2 separate regions of the Sus scrofa genome follow, and region 2 is linked to region 1. Evidence: chromatin contacts called from public HiChIP or PLAC-seq data. All regions are on one chromosome and are shown on one strand. The core of a region is the stretch at or near the end of the contact, and the rest is flanking DNA. Distances in the headings are between cores, read along the strand shown.

The links. HiChIP or PLAC-seq counts read pairs in DNA pulled down with a chosen protein or histone mark.
Region 2: an H3K27ac HiChIP or PLAC-seq map of alveolar macrophages shows a contact between it and region 1. The contact joins two enhancer-like sites. A contact is called at or near these places in 2 of 47 Hi-C or Micro-C datasets (embryonic fibroblasts and epiblast stem cells) and 1 of 2 datasets of contacts at active chromatin or transcription factors (alveolar macrophages).

The regions. Positions count from the first base shown.
Region 1 is chr7:31,465,742-31,468,695 of Sscrofa11.1, forward strand. The region is part of intron 6 of FKBP5 (FK506 binding protein 5); the gene reads right to left. LOC110261510 (a long non-coding RNA gene) reads left to right here. Exons shown (of 3, transcript XR_002345681.1): 2 at 2,213-2,270. Among named protein-coding and RNA genes, the nearest start is that of FKBP5, 83 kb to the right of the region's middle. Within about 2 kb of position 1,445, at least 49 of the 83 cell types and tissues checked have an H3K27ac peak or open chromatin away from gene starts, as enhancers often do. A contact at or near this core is called in alveolar macrophages, where this site is marked.
Region 2 is chr7:31,743,642-31,746,674 of Sscrofa11.1, forward strand. The region is part of intron 11 of SLC26A8 (testis anion transporter 1); the gene reads right to left. Among named protein-coding and RNA genes, the nearest start is that of SRPK1, 44 kb to the left of the region's middle. Within about 2 kb of position 1,655, at least 1 of the 83 cell types and tissues checked has an H3K27ac peak or open chromatin away from gene starts, as enhancers often do. A contact at or near this core is called in alveolar macrophages, where this site is marked.

The sequences.
Region 1 (2,954 bases), core at 195-2,694:
TGAGAGTTCCTTTGATTGGAAATTAGTTTCAAAATAAATTTAACTTTATTATTTTCTGGAGTTCCCATCGTGGCACAGTGGAAATGAATCCGACTAGGAACCATGAGGTTGAGGGTTCAAACCCTGGCCTCGCTCAGTGGGTTAAGGATCTGGCGTTGCCGTGAGCTGTGGTGTAGCTTGCAGACGCGGCTCAGATCTGGCATTGCTGTGGCTGTGGCATAGGCTGACGGCTACAGCTCCGATTAGACCCCTGGCCTGGGAACCTCCATATGGCGCGGGTACAGCCCTAAAAAGACAAAAAAAAAAAAAAAAATTCAACTTTATTATTTTCAAATACATGCTAGAGAGGTTCTGAGGGAATCCAAGGCTTAAGATATTTTTACTAGAGTAAATGCTCATGTTTCTGAAGAATTTTGTGAGTTATGAAAAGTTTGTGTTCTCATATATTTTAAAATCTGCCCAGGGAATTTAATTTAGATTAACATGATGACACTTTTCATGAAAAAAGATTTGCTGAGCAAAGTGAATTTCAGCCCACACATTGTAAAATATTGCAAGTATTGAGATTTATTATCCTAGTAGCTCACAACTTAGATGACAGATCTTTTTATGTGAGGTTTATTGTTAGAAGCATTTTCCTCCCTGAAGGAGAGTACATTTAGTGGGGGAGGAAACTATCAGTACATTCGTTGTGGTTTTTGGTTGATCAAGTTTGAGTGTGTTTTCAAAACAGGAAATCCAGAGACTCTGCAAAGGATTCCTGCTTGTGTGTCAGTTTCCTAGGCTGGCTTTCAGCTCGATGCATGTACTTGATATTAAGATTACATAAATAATTTCACAAGTTCTCTTTACATGTGATAACCCTTCATATTAGAGAAAGAACAGGTTGGCTACTAATAAACATGTTGGGAAAGATAAGTGAGGCAAGCACATGAGCAAAAAAAAAAAAAAAAAAAAAAAGTTCCCAAATTATAATGGAGTCATAATTAACAAAGCAAAAAGGTTCACTGTAGCTGGTCTAAGAGACAATAAATGACAGAACCAATGTTTGTGGCCACCTAGAAGGTAAATACATGCAATAAGGCTATACTTACTACCTTACATAGGAACAAATCTTTTAATTTTTTTCTACTAAATCTAACTCTTTTAAGCTGGACCTGGACAAGCACCACCTACAGTACCATAAAATCTTAAATTGATGTAATGAGATGTATGTGCACATAGGTGCACAGCCGTCTATACATGTAAACCGCCCCCTGTCAATACTGACATTATCCGAGCAAGAGGAGGTACCACAGCTCAGGGTGTGGACAGTCCATCGATTCTTTACATCTCCCTACAAGCAGCAGCGGCTGTGGCTCCAATTTCTAAACTTGGAACACTGGTGTGACAAGTTCTACAAGACTGCTGACAAGAACTCACACCCCACCTTGGGGCTACAGAAATGCCTGCTACTGCCACTGCGACAGCAGGCCCCCATCATGGTGACAGATGCAGACACGCCCAGCTCCTGTAGACCTAGCTTTTTAAAAAAAACTGTCTCAACAGTTGCCACAAAAGAAAACTGTGGCAGCTCTGGCTGTGGAAGACCTGTGGTTGCTTTTGACCTTGTATCTCTTAGTGCAAATACTCACTTAATAAATATTTAACAATAACCATCATGACTCACTGGGAGCTCGGCCTCTAGGGCTCAGGAGGTCTGTTGCTAATTCCAACCAGCATGATTTACGGGAAGTAACTGATCTATGACGTGCCCGAAGAGAATAAAAGTACATACAGGATGCTTCTACTTAAGGCTTTTTGGGGACAGAAAGAAACATACAAGTTAAAAAGGGACATTTTCTCTTGACTTAAAGTCTACATAACTTAAAGGGAGGAGGTCCTCCAAACCCCACCGAGTCAAACCAAACCAAATTACCCCAGTTTTGCTGCGCAATCCGAGAGTAACCACATCAAGTGAACCCAGGCTGCTGCAAAACATCACTTAAACTGGAGCTCTGACTTATTGTTCTCTTACTGCCCTAGAGCAATTTTGTTTTGAAGAGCACAGAACACCCTGTTCTGAATGTGGCTGGCACATGAACTCGATGTGCTGACAGCAATTTGTACTCCGATTAAGATGGGGGGGGGAGTGCACTGCAGTAAGGGAAAAAAAAAAAACAAAACAAAACTGGAATGCAGGAACCAAAAAACTGTATAATGTGTATTTTAGGAAGCAAAACTGAGAAAAAAAATTGCTGTAAATGCTCCAGCCTAAAGACGTTACTCTGGTAAGTGTCTGTTTTTCTCTTTTCTAATTATAGTAGTCTGATAGCTTTGCACTCATTTCCAAAACAATTACTGGGTCATGGGGATCTGAATGGGAATGTTGTAATGGCATTACTACTGGACAAGACTGGCCATTTAACAGAGAAAACCAGGTTGTGACAGGTTACTCCTACTCGGCAACGGTTTTCTCTGCTGCCTGATTCATATGCCAAGGGAGAGTCTCTCTGCCTGCATCTGCTATCTAACAGAGCGGAGCATCCAAGAGACAGTGAGTGGGATCCTACCGACCCCTAGAAAAGGCAAATGAAGAGGCAGAGGTGGATTTCTAAAGTCAGAAGAGGCATATTAATCACTGATTAGAAGAGAAACTGTTCCCCTCAGCCACAGAGGTCAATTCCCGCCCCCCCACTCCCTCCCCGCGACTGTCCGCCTCTGCATTTTGTACTCTGATGAACAGATGCCACGGCAGGGCTGCTTACGGTGCCGAGGGATGATGGTTGCCGACTGAGAGCAGGCGTGAACTTGGCTACTTGAGCAGAGTAGCCCTGATGCAAACGATTGTGTATCTTAGTCTAGACAGGAAGCATACACAGGACAATAGACTACACCAACACAAACCCTCACACTCTGCAGCAGGATAGCACTGCAGTCAGACCTGGATTCCAGTCCCTTCTGTCACTAAACAA
Region 2 (3,033 bases), core at 405-2,904, 280 kb after region 1:
CTCAGGGCCTGAAAAGGGTCTAGAAACAGCAGGCAAGTACAACTCTATATCTCATGCATGTTTTGCTTTTCTGCTCTGATTTTCCATCACTTTTCCAAGCTTTCTTGAACAAAGACTGACTGTACCTTCTCTCTCTCTCTCTTTTTTTTTTTTTTGGTTTTTTGGTTTTTTGTTTTTTAGGGCAGCACCTGCAGCATATGGAAGTTCCCAGGCTAGAGGTCAAATCGGAGCTGTAGCTGCCAGCTTACACCACAGCCACGACAACGCAGGATCCAAGCCATGTCTGCGACCTACACCACAGCTCACAGCAATGCCAAATCCTTACCCACTGAGTGAGGCCAGGGATCGAACCTGCATCCTCATGGATCCTAGTCGGGTTGGTTAACCGCTATGACTCTACCTTCTTTCTGGGGGTTCAGGGCAATGTGAGTTCCTGTAAACCACAGGCACTGTCAACATGCAGACTCTCAGACACCAACTGCTCCACAAGTAGTGGAGAGTAGATAACCAAGCACCAGCAGGGGCACTAGGAACCTGGGTAGAAGCTCTGATTTTTGAACATCTTAAGTGACAGGCACTATGATGGGCCCTATTATCATCCAGTTTAATTCTCACAACTGAAAGGTTATCCTGTGGCACAGCAGGTTTTAAGGATTAGGTGTTGTCTCTGCAGCAGCTTGGGTTGCTGCTGAGGCACAGACTCAATCACCAGCCTGGCGAAGTGGGTTAAAGATCTGCCATTGCTGTGGCATAGGTCACAGCTGCAGCTCAGATTCAATCCCTAGCCTGGGAACTTCCATATGCCACAGGTGTGGCCAAAAAAAAGAGGTTATCCTTATACCCATTTTACAGATGAGTACTAGAGCCTCAGAAAGTGAAAGTAACCTGCTCAAGGTCACATCTAGGAACCACTGAGTCAGGTTTAAATCCACTTGACTGGTTGACTCCAAAATCCAGGCTCTCTCTACTGCCCTATCTACTTCCTTTAAAAAGAACACAACTCATTTCTTTCTTTTAGTTTTTATTTTTTGGGCCATGCCAGGCCGGAAATCGAACATTCCCAGGGCGGAAATCGAACTGCGCCACAGCAGTGATCTGAGGCATGGCAGTGACAACACCAGATCTTTAACCTGCTGAGCTACCAGGGAACTCCTCTTTCTTTTATAATTTATTTATTCTCTTTTCTTTCCTATTTATTTATTTATGTCTTTTTAGGGCCATGCCTGCAGCTAGGGGTCCAATCACAGCTGTAGCCACCAGCCTACACCTCAGTCACAGTAATGCAGGATTCAAGCCGAGTCTTTGACCTTCACTACAGCTCATGACACCGCTGGATTGTTAACCCACTGAGTGAGGCCAGGGATTGAACCCGCATCCTCATGGATGCTAGTCAGGTTAGTTAACCACTGAGTGACAATGGGAACTCCTCTCTCTCTGTCTTTTTTTTTTTTTTTTTTTTTAATAATAACTTGTTTTGGGAGTTCCCGTCGTGGGAAATAGCAAAAGAAATAGCAAAAAGACCAAAAAAAAAAAAAATTACAATAATAATAACTCGTTTTGTTTTGTTTTGTTTTGATGGCTGCACCCATGGCATATGGAAGTTCCCAGGCTAGGGGTCAAACAAGAATTGCAGCTCCAGAGCTACACCACAGTCACAGCAACACCAGATCTGAGTCATATCTGTGACCTATGCCACAGCTTGTGGCAATGCCGTATCCTTAACCCACTGAATGAAGCCAGGGGAACTCCCAACCTTGTGTATCTTTTCTCCCCAGATTTGTCAAGCTTATATACTAAATAAAGTATGTTGTCAAAAGTTAGTGGGAACTAGTGTCTGGAATAGTTCTTATCACATTTCTTCTTACCACAAAAATCACATTTTGATTTCAGAGTTTCTTCACACTTGCATAGAACATCTTTCTTTTAATATAGCTCATCTTCCTTCTTTTTGCCACATAGTACAAAAGAGCTACATCTTAAAAGTCAAAGAGTGTCTGGCAGAAGCTCTATGACAACAAAACTCAGTTCACATAAAATGATACGATATGGTCTTACTCTAGACCCATGGTCTTACTCTAGACCCATGCTCTCACCCTGCCTAATATTCTGACCTCTATTAGCTCTCGCCTAATGTATTTCACTTATATTTACCCAGGAGTTTTAACACCTTATCTTTCCGTATTCAAGTTTTTGTTTGTTTGTTTTTTAAGGGCCATCCTAGAAGTATATGAAGTTCCCAGGCCAGGGGGCGACATCAGAGCTGTAGCTGCTGGCCTACACCACAGCCACAGCAACTCCAGATCCTATCTACACTGCAGCTCACGGCAACACCGGATCCTTAACCTACTGAGCAGTCATTACTGCTGAGCCAAGATGGGAACGCCTCAAGTTTTTTTTACACATTTTCTAAAATTTTCTTTTTCATCATGGTCTATCCCAGGAGATTGGATATAGTTCCCTGTGCTATATAGCAGGACCTCACTGCTTATTCATTCTAAATGTAATAGTTTGCATCTACTAACCCCAAACTCCCAGTCCCTCCCAGTCCCTCCTCCCTCCCTTCTTCATTCAAGTTTAGTGTCCATTCTTCTGACACTTTACTGTTTTTTTGTTTGTTTGTTTGTTTTGCTGCACCCATTGGCCAGGGATCAAGCTAGAGCCACAGCAGTGGCAATGCTGGATCCTTAACCTCTAGGCCCCCAGGGAATTCCATGACACTTTACTTTCCATGTTTTTTGTTTGTTCGTTTTGTCTTTTGTCCTTTTAGGGCCGCACCTGAGGCATATAGAGGTTTCTAGGCTAGGGGTCTAACTGGAGCTGTTGCTGCCAGCCACAGCCACGACCACAGCATTGCCAGATCTGAGCCACGTCTGCGACCTACACCACAGCTCAGGGCAATGCCAGATCCTTAGCCCACTGAGCAAGGCCAGATATTGAACCCAAAACCTCATGGTTCCTAGTTAGATTCGTTTCCGCTGCACCATAACGGGAACTCTTACTTTCTGTTTTTGATTTTTTTTTTTTTAATTTTGC